Linked DNA regions of Callithrix jacchus: region 1 is linked to region 2. Evidence: chromatin contacts called from public Hi-C data. All regions are on one chromosome and are shown on one strand. Each heading gives the region's core, a stretch centred on a gene start, on an enhancer-like site or on the middle of the called end of the contact. The rest is flanking DNA. Distances are from core to core; before and after follow the strand shown.

Region 1 (6,526 bases), core at 2,778-5,277, 140 kb after region 2:
CTAGAGCTTCAGGGAATCAGAAATACCTCATGATGACCATTATCACTGTAAGGAAAGTCATTCCCATGAGTGACTAGTTCCCACTGTAAATTAATCAGTTATCCCTAGAAATATTGAGTAGGTTCCTGCTAAAAATGTTACCAGCTCGAGATAATTAAGTTAACCTTAATTATAGTGTTTTCTTATACAGGGGCTAGGCATACAATGAATCTTTCAGTTTCAGTTGATCTCTCAATGCAAATATCATAGAAAGTAATAACTAAAGTCTGACCAGGTAAACCTGGAAAACTTGAAACAGTGAGTATAATGTATTACATCCAATGGTTTCTTGTTAAGACACCTAATGGTTATCCTGGACAGTTTATACTGACAATAAATATAGATTAAATACATTCATTTATATAAAGTTATGCTTTAACATTTACATTTTACAACTTAACATCCTACATTTAGCCAAGTAGATGCGTATACCAACCTGGTCTGCAACAGGTTTATCACAAAACAAATATTTATTGAGAACCTACTGAGTACTGAATAACATCTTTCAGATCACAGCATTTGTAAGCAAAGGTAAATGAGAAGTGCAAACAACATGAGGGTGCTTAATAGCATCTGTTTATATACTTTGTTTAGTTTCTATACTTTAAAAAAAAAAACAAAAAACCCAAGTCTTGAAGCATCCAGCACAATGAATGAAAATAATCATGGAATGACTTTAAAATAATATAGTCACAGTCAGGCCCAGTGGCTCACTCTTGTAATCCAGGCACTTTGGGAGGCTGAGACAGGCAGATCACCTGAGGTTAGGAGTTCAAGACCAGGCTGACCAACAAGGCGAAATCCCATCTACTAAAAATACAAAAATTCGCAGGGTGTGGTGGTGTATGCCTATAATCTCTGCTACTTGGGAGACAGAGACAGGAGAATCGCTTGAACCCAGGAGGCAGAGGTTGCAGTGAGCCTTTGCCACTGCATTCCACCCTGGATGACACTCTGTCTCAAATAAAATAAAATAAGTCACCAATCACCAACCACTAGTGTTATTGTAACTTCTTTTACATTTTTTTTCCAAAGAATAGTCTTGGTGAATTTATTTGGTAGGCATTCAAAATATGCAGAGACAGAGAACTGACTAATTTAAATTTGTGTATGAATAAAAGCGCTTTTAAGCTAGACAATTCTTAAAAAAATTTTTTTAGTGGTGAGTAAAGTGGACACCACTGCTACTTTACCAGAAAAGTAATAGTTTATACCTATTTCTCTGACAAGTTAAAAATGTATGTATTTTTTTTAAGAAACTGGGTCTTGCTATGTTTCTTGGGCTGATGTGAAATCCTAGGCTCAAACGATCCTCCCACCTTGACTCCCTAGTACCTGCAGCACTTTGGAGAGCTGAGGCAAGAGGATCACTTGAGCCCAGTAGTTCAGAACAACCTGAGCAACATGGGAAGACTCTGCTTCTACGAAAATATTTAAAAATTAGTTGGGCACGGTGGAGCATGCCTGTGGTACCAGTTACTCTGGAGGCTGGGGCAGGAGGATCACTTGAGGTCAAGGTTATAATGAGCCATGATAGTGCCATCTGATGACCTGGGTGACAAGAGCTTGTGTTTAAAAAATAAATACAATGAAAAAAAAGAATTAATGTAGATATAAGAAGTCAGAATGGGTTCAAAAGACCAACTAGTCTTAAATCTTCCCTCTGGTGCCCCCTTTGCCAAAGCAGGTTTGAGAAATTAGGTTTCAATAAATTAGACATGTCACATTAAAAAATGGATCTTTCTGGGACAGTGGAAAAAAATAAAAATCAATTCAAACTTGAAAAGCAATTTAAAAAGAAGTAGCATTGTATAGCGGGAGGCCAGACATTACAACAGTTAGCAGCAGGGCTTTAGAACCAGACTGCCAGAGTTCCAACAGGTGTGCCACTTAGCGTGACCTTGAGCAAGTTACTTAATTTCTCTGTGCTTCAGTTTTATACTCTCTAAAATAAGGAAAATAAAAGCATCCACCTCAACAGGGTTGTTAAAAGAGCTAAAGCCTTCGGGGAGCTTAAAGGCTACTTTTTACATTTATTCTTTCTAAATGTTTCTATTTTGAATAGACTCCATGTAACCGTAAACTACTCAATGTCCTCTAAAGAACTGTTGTAAACACTATATTCAGGGACTCACTATAAGCACCAGGCATAGTGCTTGCTTTGGTATCAAACTGTTACCTTCTTTGTTAAATACTTTCAAACTACTGAAAGTAAGACATATACAGACCAAATAATCCATTTACGCCAAGCATTGTGTGGGGAAGGGAAGCGAAACTAAAGATTATGTCAGTGTTATTTATACAGGAGAGGCCTAAATATGTATTTTTTTAATTATTAATTCTAATATTTGAATACAGTATGTGAATAAAATATTCTCAAAATGAATGTGAAACACTCCTCAAAATGAATGTGAAACATCCCTAAAAATCAAATAAATGGACATAATACTATAAAGCTTTTCAGATTAGTAGAAAATGTAGCTGCATAGCATGAGATCTGCACTGTGTTGCCTTAAACACTGTAGCTGTGCCACACAATGAAACAGTGAGAAACAGTAAGAGGCTAAAGCTAGTTTAAAAACTTTAAAATCTCTGCTAAGTCAAATCGTAAAAATAATACAGCAGTTTTCAAAAGGCCTTAATAAAAAATTCAATTTCTCTGCCTAGCTGAATAAAGCAGATGACTGAGGAGCCCAAAACTGGATGCATGCACAGCAATGAAATGTCAGGTGGCAAAGATTTCTCCTATCGCTCGGTTACAAGTTGCTGGGAGACTATACCCCTTTCTAAGATGGCTGGAAACAGATCAGACAGTGCAGATGCAAAAAAAACAGTGGCTATGCAAATATAGCCGTAAAATCCATTCTCTTTTAAGGTTCTTGAGTTTTCCTACTACTGACACTTAAAGCAAAATACTGCTTTTAGTTAAGCAAGGATTGTTGGCCTTTGCAGCATACACAAGAATTTTTTTTTTCATTTGGCCGCACGGATTCTTATATTAGTTTAATTATAGACATAAAGTGGTTTGGCAGTAGCTAGCAATTCCCACTACTCCTTCCACTCGTCCTTCTAAAGAAGGGTTATAAACCCAGGCAAAAAAAAAAAAAAAAAAGCCAAGCCTCAAAACCAAAGACTCTTACTTTGCCTCAAGTTTGCAAGTTGGTAAAAAAGCTGCCCGTAGACAGTCAAAAACAAAACAAAACAAAAAAACACCAAAACAATACCCGGTGACTGCTGGACTAAAGAATACAAGGTGATGAGATCGAGTATCCCGCTGGCCACAGACTAGCTTCAGGATGATCAGAGTGACCCTAGCCCCTCCTCTCTCTGCTTTCAGGTCCTAAAGTAAGACCAGTATAAGGACGACTAGGGGTACCGCATGAGAAAGAAAAGACTTCGCGCTTGCCCCGCCTGCCGCCACTGACCCTCGTGCCCCAACACTGATGCCGCTAAGTGCTGCGGCCAGGGAGCTCTGCTGGGTCCCCAAGGGAGGAATAGTAAGGCGCGACCTCACTGCCGCGGCAGCCGCCACGCGCACCGGACCTGTAGAGGCCGCTCGCGCCTATGCCTCCCGGGGCAACGACGCGCGGCAGGCCGCGGCCGCCTTCGCTCCAACAGCGGCGGCCTCCGGGAAAATGAAGCTCGAAGGCCGCCTGCTCTCCATGCCTCCCACCCCACAACGAATCGCGCCGGAAAAGGCAAAGTTTGACTCTCGCCGTTAGGCCCGAACTTTCCCGCCCGCCAGTTGCAGCTCTCAGTCGTCTCCCACTCGGCAGTCCCCGGGCTCCAGCCTCTGGCCCACTCACAGAGATTACTTACTCTGGTTGCTCCCGCAGCGACTGGGTCTCCGCGGCGGCCATCTTGAACTTCCTGACTCCTCCGCGGCGGTGGCGGCGGCGGCTCCCGGACGGTGGAAGGTAGTGTAAGTGGAGGAAGAAGGAAAAGAGCTGCCGCGCATGTGCTGACGGCGTTGGGAAGAGTGGAGTTCTGAGTCCGCGCTAAGAATCCGGATATAAAACCCTACGTCCTGGAGGGGCGGAGGGCGTCATGTCGCAGCTTCCGGGAACATGGTGGGCGGTGCTGCTAAGGATTGACGGCTTGTGTCCAAGTTGAGCTCTTTGGCCAAGGCTAGAAATGGACGTTTAGTTATGGAAGCCCGCTGACATGCGGAGCAAAGAGAAAGGGATGTCGGCTTCGGGTGTGCGGTTCGGAGAAGTGATTGGCTCTGGGGACTAGAAGTTGAGTGAAAATTCTGTTAAACTCGGTCAGACAAATTGATTTTTGCCTTAACCACCTCTCTAGATAGCTCAACTGAATTAGCATTAACTTCCCGAGAAAGTAGGTAGAAAGGCACTTAAAAATACTGTAAATTAGGTCTTTAAATGTGGAACTGTTACTATATTTGACATTGAACATCTTTTCAACTTTACATAGTTCAAGGGTGACATGATTCAGGAGTCCTTCAGTTCGTTGTTTTCGTATCTGGAACATATAATTTTGGGGAGTCCAAGTTGCTTTATGTGATTTTGTTTTTTTTCTGTAATGACTCTAAAGGGATTAAATGGAATTTAGGGAAAACATTTACTGGCTCTTGGAGAGTATCAATTAGGTTAATTAGGTTATTTAATTACTCTTTAATAAAATATATTTCTCGGCTGGGCGCCGTGGCTCACGCCTGTAATCCCAGCACCTTGGGAGGCTGAGGCGGGCGTATCACCTGAGGTCAACAGTTCGAGACTAGCCTGGCCAACATGGTGAAACCCCATCTCTATTAAAAATATAAAAAATTAAAAATGCAAAAAAAAAATTATCTGGGCGTGGTGGCGCGCGCCTGTAACCCCAGCTACTCAGGAGGCTAAGGCAGGAGAATCGTTTGAACCCGGTTGGCGGAGGTTGCACTGAGATCGCGCCACTGCACTCCAGCCTGGGCGACAGAGTGAGAGTGACTCCGTCTAAGAAAAAAAGAAATTCCCCATACTTTGGAACCTAAAAGCAGCGTGACGATCACTTTCATTCTTGTAATCATATGAGTTTGCGTTTGTCCTAGAAAACTAGGTTCGGAATCCACGCTCCATATATATCTCTTGATTTTCAGGGGAGAAGGGTTTCAAATGTTCGTAATTACAAAATGTCTCTGGTTGGCTGAATTCCAAACGTTTTGAAATCGTAAGGCGAGGCGCAGTGGCTCACGCCTGCAATCCTAGCACTTTAGGTGACGGAGGCGGGCGGATTGCGGAGCTCAAGATTCGAGTCCAGCCTGGCCAACATAGCGAAACCCCGTCTCTATTAGCCGGCGTGGTGGCACCTGTAGTCCCAGCTACTCAGAAGACTGAGGCAGAAGAATCACTTGAATCCAGGAAGCGGAGGTTGCAGTAAGCTGAGATCGCGCCTCGGCACTCCAGCCTGGAGTGCGACTCTATCTCCAAGAAAAATAAAAATAAAATGTTAGTTTTCATGGACTCTATTAATAACGTGAAAGAGTAAATTCATCCTTAGATAATTACTGCTCTTTGTGTATACCCGCAACCCACCCACTGTAGTAGCATTTCTTTACACGGTTCTTAAAGATACTGTCTTCTTTGTGAAGAATTTCTCTTCTTCTTATCAGATTCAGACATAAGTTTTGTTTATGTTATGCTATGAAAAAAGTTTTCAGAAACATGTCAAGAATGGATTTTATTTTCAACCATATATTTATGCACTAATGGCGTGTAATTTGGGATCTGAGTTCCAATTTTTCCTAACTCAAGGTTCTCATCTGTAAATATTTGTTCAAACATATTTCAAATTTAGCCTTGTTTTACAATTAATTATTATATCCTCTGCTGCCTCTCCTAAACATGAAGGCAAAGGCTATGTGTCATTGTGCCAAGAATAGCTCAAATGTGTTGTTAAATATCAACTTAGTAAACTATTTTTAAATAAATAAAATAATGTTAAAATTAATAGTGTATGTAGTAGAACTGGGAGAGATCTCATCTTGGAAATAGAGTGATATACTTGAAGGCAAAAGATTGGATCAGGTACTATTAGCACGTTTTACACATGAACAAACTGACACTAAGAGATAGTATGGTAAATTGCTGATGATGATTGCATTCCCAAATACCAAGCTTCTTTTCGAAGTAAAATCTGACTCGAAAATCTGCTTTTTTCTTATCAGGTTGCTTCCTACAAAAATATAACTTTGCTCAGCATCTGCTTATTGACCATCCACCCTCACAGCTCCTTGGCATTCAAATGTTTGTTGAGTAGAGGTAACAGAGCACTCGTTCGAATCCAAAAATGCCTTACTTTTCCTTGTTCGTAGAAGCCTATTATAAATAAATGCCTCGCTGTGTCTCTTTTTCTTGTTGTCGAGAGCTCAGGCTGGTCTCAATTTCTACAACCATAGTAATATCTCCCAGGTTCCCTTCTGCCCTACGTATTTTTGCAGTTATGCTTTATGTGGAGATGAAGCACCCTAAGTGTGGGGAAGGATAGATGG
Region 2 (6,539 bases), core at 3,856-6,355:
ATCTCTGACATATAACACTGTGTAGGAAGGTGACACAAAGCCTAGCTGGGAAGAAAAAAGGAGGATTAATTTTGCAAAAAAGCATAATAATGGCACAGGTTTAATTTATCTTAAGCAACATCATTCAACTAAAGCAGGAAACAATTATGATACAGAACATTGAACGTGGAGTAATCATTTTAATGACTAACGGAAAAAGCTAAAATAGATTTTTTTACCCAGAAATTTATAGAGTTAAATAACACCAGTTTCCTTCGTACCACTTTTCCCAGTTCATTTCAGCACAGGAACTTGGCAGTATCAAATTCCTTTGCCTTTAGCTACCACTCACTGAAAAAGCAACATTTCAAACCACAAAAACATGCATGTTAACACCTTCTTAAAACTTAATACAAACGTAGCAATTGACTCACAACTTTTTTTTTTGTTTTTTTTTTTTGAGACGGAGTTTCACTCTTGTTACCCAGGCTGGAGTGCAATGGCGCGATCTCGGCTCACCGCAACCTCCACCTCCTGGGTTCAGGGAATTCTCCTGAGTAGCTGGGATTACAGGCACGCGCCACCGTGCCCAGCTAATTTTTCGTATTTTTAATAGAGACGGGGTTTCACCATGTTGACCAGGATGGTCTCGATCTCTTGACCTCGTGATCCACCCACCCCGGCCTCCCAAAGTGCTGGGATTACAGGCTTGAGCCACCGTGCCCGGCCCGACTCACAACTTTTTATCAAATGTGGAAAACCAAGCTTAGAAGGAAACTTTCAACAGTTCATCCATCATCCAACAAACCTGCAGAGAGTACAGTATTTTGTGTCAAGCAGTATGTCCAGAAATGAGAAATGGGGTTGAATATACGGTAGAATTCTTCCCAGGATGTGCCCCTTGTAATGAAATAGTTTACTAATCAGACATAAAACAGTAACATAGGGGCCAGAAGGAAGAGAAGCCCAGGAGATTATAGGAGCTCAGAAGGACAGAGCTCACCAGTGGGTGGCTCAGAGGAGATTCCTGGATATGACAGTGCCTGGAATGAGAGAACCTGGAAACTCAGAGAAACTGAGTATCCCAGGTTCACCTGAGATGGGAAGTTAACTCATGGGGCTGTAAAGAGGTGCTTGGGAAGGTAGGCAAGGGCAAATCTTGTGGGCCTTATTTGCCAGTGCTAAGCAGCTTGGGTTTGCTTAGCAGGCAAAGGGGACTCACTAAGAGATTTTCAGTCATGGGGAAAGATCGGGGAGAACGTGTGTAGTGTAAGATTTCAAATTTAAGGAAATCAGCCAGGAAGTAGCGAGAGAATGGACTGTAGAGGTGGGACTAAATTAGCAAAACTGGGAAGTGGCTGCTGCAGGTATCCACGTAACAGTAATCTCAAAATCAATGAGGGCATGAATTAAGACCACGTAGAGGGGTCTGAGACAAGGGGGAAAAATAAAAAATATTTAGGAGACAGAATCACTAGTATTTGGTGAATGAGAGATGTGAGGTGTCAGTGAGGTAAAGGAATCCAAGACTCTTCCAGATTTCTAGCTTGCACTCTTAATTGGACAGTGTATCAGAATTGTTCCTCAAGACTGAATGTGACAGACTTTTTATATGTTGTAATAACAGTATCTGATGTAAATATTGGATACTGATGTAATATCAGTATGCTATTATGATGTAAATGTCAGAAATGAAAATTATGACTGACAGAGTTATCATGTTACATTCTACTCTGATATAAACTACTCTGTGATCTGAAAAAAGAAACATTCACCCTACCACTGAGCACAACACTGTGAAGTCGATACCCTGACAGCAAAGATTCATTATAGTCAGAGACAATGTCTCCTGGGCACCTGGTAGGAGGGTCTGAGATTCTCTGAACCCAAAGCACATCAACTGCCCTCCTAGGCAGCAACAATCCCCTGCAATCAATTAGACAGGATCTAGCTGGACTGGAGACCCCCTCTCCAAGATCTTCATATGCTCCAAGGGAAGCCGATTATATAACAGGGTGAAGATTAGAGCTTTAGAAAGGTCTTTTTTTTTTTTTTTTTTTTTTTTTTTAAGGCCAGTCAAATTTAGCAGTGGGGGGTTGTATACCAACTTTAGTGACACTAATGTTAATAAGTTCTGATAACCCACTACCATCGGACCAGCCTTTAGAAAGGTCTTGACTGAGCTTCTGCCTTTCCTACTCTTATCCGGAAGCATTATACCCTGAAGATATACCTGGGGTCCAGGATTTCACTGAGAACCAGATAGCTAGGCATGCCAATTGTATCTTCAGTGGCTCTCCACTTGCTCTCAGCACAGAATCCAAACTCGTTAGCATAGATACAATAATCTTCAAGCTAGGTGGAGCATCTACCCAAATCACAATGGTTCCCTTTTGCTGCAACTGGCCCTCCCACCTACAGGGCTATGGCAGCCATGTTTACGAGGCATGGTCTGGACTCCTCTTAACCGTTTAGTGAACCAAACACGGACCCCAGATGACCCTCTGACAGGGATATCTGTCTCTGCAACCATCTCCTTTCTCTCAAATGCTAGATATAATGGGGCTTTAATAAATAACAGCTGGTAGAGATACAAATAATTCATCCAATTGGAAAAACATTCCTCCAGAGGTTATGGTTTTATTGCTCTATAGGATATTAACCAGTTTTATTTCTAACTTTGCAATCTATTCCAGAATTCTTTTTTTACACTGAGTATATTAACTAGGCTTTTAACATCTTCTTTAGCACCCTGCTGGTTCCCTAATTAATGAGCTAAGAAAATTTTTGACACATGCTCTTTCTATATGTTTTAAATTATACTTTGAAAAAGACAAGCTAATTTCCCATACCCCACTCTTTTCTGTGGTAGGTATAAGCCTGAAAGTAGTTCACTTGTATTGCAAAAGGTTTCACCATCAAAATATGCTTACCAGTAAGAGATCTAAAAAACATTTCCATGAGAGCTGTTTCATCTTCTGGAGATGAATGAGTCTTATATTATCTGTAATTTCTGATTATTCCATTTCCATCACCTGTGAGGGTCACCTAACAGCCTTGGAGAGGATCAAGTTCTTCGAGAGATGCAGCTCAGCCTACTAACTACCACTTTGTAATATCTGAAGAGGCCGGGTGTGGTGGCTCTCACCTGTAATCCCAGCACTTTGGAAGGCCGAGGTGGGTGGATCATTTGAAGTCAGGAGTTCAAGACGAGCCTGACCAACATGGTGAACCCCCATCTCTACTAAATACAAAAAATTAGCCAGGCCTAGTGGTTTGTGCCTGTAATCCCAGCTACTCAGGAGGCTGAGGCAGGAGAATCACTTGAACCTGTGAGGCGGAAGTTGCAGTGAGCCGAGATTGTGCAACTCCAGCCTAGGCAACAAGAGGTAAACTCCATCTCAAAAAAAATATGGAGAAAGGCTTTGGGATAAGCCCAAATTGTTCTACTTGACTTTCAGTGTTGCCTCACCTACACTGCTACCCAGATGTACCTGATGAAACAAACTTAAGCAATGATAAAGTTACTTACAACTTGGACTCTGCTGAGCTTGCCCATCTTCTGATAGAAGAGAGGGGAGGGGGAGATAAAATAACACAAAGTTGAAGTCAGCAGTCAGGCAGCTGGCTGGCGCCACTGACCCAACCACAGTGGGGACCAAGGGCTGAGAAAATAACTCCCCTCTCTGTAACTGGTGCCTATGTTATTTATCAGCCTTGAAAATGTTGCAAAATAATGTTTTTCCTGCAGCCCAAGGACCTGCTCTGAGGCACGTAGACCACGTTTGTACAATCTAGACCCAACCCTTAGAAATACCTCTGTCACCCGAGTGACTTACTGCCTTTGTTTAACTTCTGTAATTCTTTCTCTTTTCCCTTCCACATGTAAATTAGCAAATCAATGAAGGCCAACGACTGTAAGGTCAGATGTCCAGCCAATAGGCAATGACAGTTTTACCTTTGCTCCCCCCTTGGGTTGTATGCCTTTAAAAAGAGAAAAAAACTGCTTTTCGGGGAGCTCTGTTTCTGGACTCGAGTCCACCAATGCTCCACAGCTAGCTCTTCCTTCCTTACTCGCGTGTCTGAAGAGCTCTGTCACCGGCTCATCCTGCAACATGCCCACCTGCAAGTGTCATGCCTTTGGGCAAGTCACCGGATTAATCTTTCTGGGTCTGTTTCCACATCAGTTCAACAGGGCAATATGCTCAACAGGGCAATATCATTTTCCTTACAGTGTTGTTGAAAGAATTACAATTAGCCTGGCTCACTATAGGTAGTCCACAAGTGTCAGCTACATAAATCTAAAACGCCTAGGCATGCTTGAATAGCACACCTGGGGCACCGGATTTAGAGGGGTGGTTTTGTTTTGTTGTTTGATTCTCTGGGAACTGGACAAGGTGGCACAGCCAAGGCCCTTCCAACTTTTAAGAATTCTTCCCCAAAGAAAATACTTTGCAAATGCCTCAGCACAACTCAAAAATATCCAAACTCTGACACTAAAGAGTTGGATACCTCACAAATCACTTCTGATCCTCCGGCGTCCTACCAGGTCTGCAGGCCTTCGATTTGGGGGTGCATGACATAGCCGCTTTTAAGCACACGCCCTCAATTGCTATCCCGCCTCCCGGCTCACGGCTGGCCCTCGGGACGCAGCGACCCCTCCTCGCCAGGCTCCCCAGGGCCCCGGGCAGGGGGCTCCGAGCTCCGGCAGCCGCAGAGTTCTCAGAGCTGAGGTCCGCCGGAGGGAGCAGCCGGGCCCCAGGTCGCAGATTCTTGGAGCCAGGCCCGGAAGCATTTGTGCCCTGCCCCACGCGCCGCTGAGGTCCTTCCCGGGTCAACGTCCCCGCGCCCCACGCCCTTCTTCCACTCCGGGAATACCCGGCCCCGCTCCCCGCACCCAACTCCGGCCCCGCCCCCGCCCCCGCATCTCAGCCCCGCCTCCTAACTGCCTAGAGCCCCGGTCCCGCCCACGCCCCGCCTCGGGTTCCGGCTTCACTTTCAGCCTGACCCCGCCCCCAGCCCTGGTCGTTCTCCGCCCTTCCCCACCCCCGAGCCTCGGCAGTCCCAGAGCCCCGGCCCCGCCCCCGAACCCCGCCGCCTTAGAGCCCCGGACGCCCAAGGTCGGGGCTAGATATGGCAAACCCGGCCTGGAGACTGGCGCAGCGTTCGTGTCCGAGGTAAGCCTGGAGCCCCGGCCGCCCTGCCCAAGGTCGCCCACAGGAGACGGCTGTCCAGGCGAAGGTCGCCGCCGGTGGGAGCGCCCCCCCGCCGTTATCTTGTCTGGGTGGCTACAGAATTTTGTTTTGCTGGTTTTCCAGCGAGAGTTCGCTGGAGTGACCACCTAACGCGCGCGCCCTCCTGCACCGCTGGGCCCAGAGTGGTCAGGATGGACGCGTCGTGAGATCAGGGCTGCGGCTCTCTGTTCCCAGTCCCCGAGGTCTCCGCCGGCGGCCGCGCAGTGCTCCCATCCTCCTGGGGCCGGACTCCGGGCCCTGGAGCCGCCCCCGCTGGGCACGGTGCTTCTTCCGGCGGCCGGGCCTGCACTTCCCAGCCGGGATGCTTCTGGGGTGCAAAGCGTTGCTTGCTAAAAGTGAGGTAAACGTAAGCAGTTATCACTCGTGTGGACTTAACGCTCTTTGCTTTTTGGAGAACACGTATGCAGTGAAGCGAAGTGGCCGTGTGCGCGGCGACGGCTAGGAAGCGCGCTCCACCTCCCTGGGATGCGGGGAACCCAGCCCGAATCCGTGTATAGGGAACAAAACCGGAACATGATGGTGACCTTGAAGTGGTGGAATTATGAGTGATTTTCCAGACCTTAGGTATTTTCCTATATGGTCGTGTTTTTGCAATTTGTTTTTAAAACTCACGCATTATTTAAAAATAAATTTGTTCCACATTTTGTGGAAACGCACATTTCGGCTTTCTGTGGACACTTTAAATTTTTCTTTCGTTTTCTGCTTGGAATTTGTCATGTAAGTTGCAGTTTTTCCCTTTACAGAAAAGCAATTTAATATAAAACTTACTGTAGGCCGGGCGTGGTGGCTCACGCCTGTAATCCAAGCACTTTGGAGGCCAAGGCGGGCGGATCACCTGAGGTCGGGAGTTCAAGACCAGCCTGACCAACATGGTGAAACCCCGTCTTTAAAAAATAAAGAAAAAAAAAAAAAAACTTACTGTAGACTGATCTTACTGAATCAATTACTAAGTCCAAGGTTTGAACCTAGAGTTCATTGTACCATTTTCTAGTTACATAATTGTGTTTGGGGGGTGATACATGTTAGGTTTGAGCTTTGTAACCTGTATTATTTTAATCATCTTTGATGCCATTAACTTCCTTATTCAGGGTCATCGTCGTGAACATTCATGTTTTGCTTGTGGCCTGAGTCCTTTGAAGTTTGCCACCCCACCCCTGTTCACTGTGTATGCTTAAAAACGTGCTGATCACCCCGCGGTGCTTGCTGTTTCTGCTCTGCTCCTGGCTGGCTGGCTAAACAGCCCCATAGAAAGGGACAAGCCTGCTGAGCCCGCTTCACTGACTCCCTTGCGCTGCAGATAGATTC

The links. A called contact is a pair of places that touch in the nucleus more often than the background predicts.
Region 1: a contact with region 2 is called in a Hi-C map of skeletal muscle, with 3 times the contacts expected there. The contact joins the promoter of PRP4K here to the promoter of ECI2 in region 2. A contact is called at or near these places in 2 of 3 Hi-C or Micro-C datasets (both in skeletal muscle).

The regions. Positions count from the first base shown.
Region 1 is chr4:26,526,309-26,532,834 of calJac240_pri, forward strand. PRP4K (pre-mRNA processing factor kinase PRP4K) reads right to left here and starts at 4,028. Exons shown (of 19, transcript XR_618989.5): 1 at 3,859-4,028. It overlaps LOC144582042 (a long non-coding RNA gene), which reads left to right and starts at 4,112. Exons shown (of 2, transcript XR_013533800.1): 1 at 4,112-4,303; 2 at 5,330-6,526.
Region 2 is chr4:26,389,195-26,395,733 of calJac240_pri, forward strand. ECI2 (enoyl-CoA delta isomerase 2) reads left to right here and starts at 5,106. Exons shown (of 11, transcript XM_078368435.1): 1 at 5,106-5,156; 2 at 5,629-5,798. The coding sequence starts at 5,776.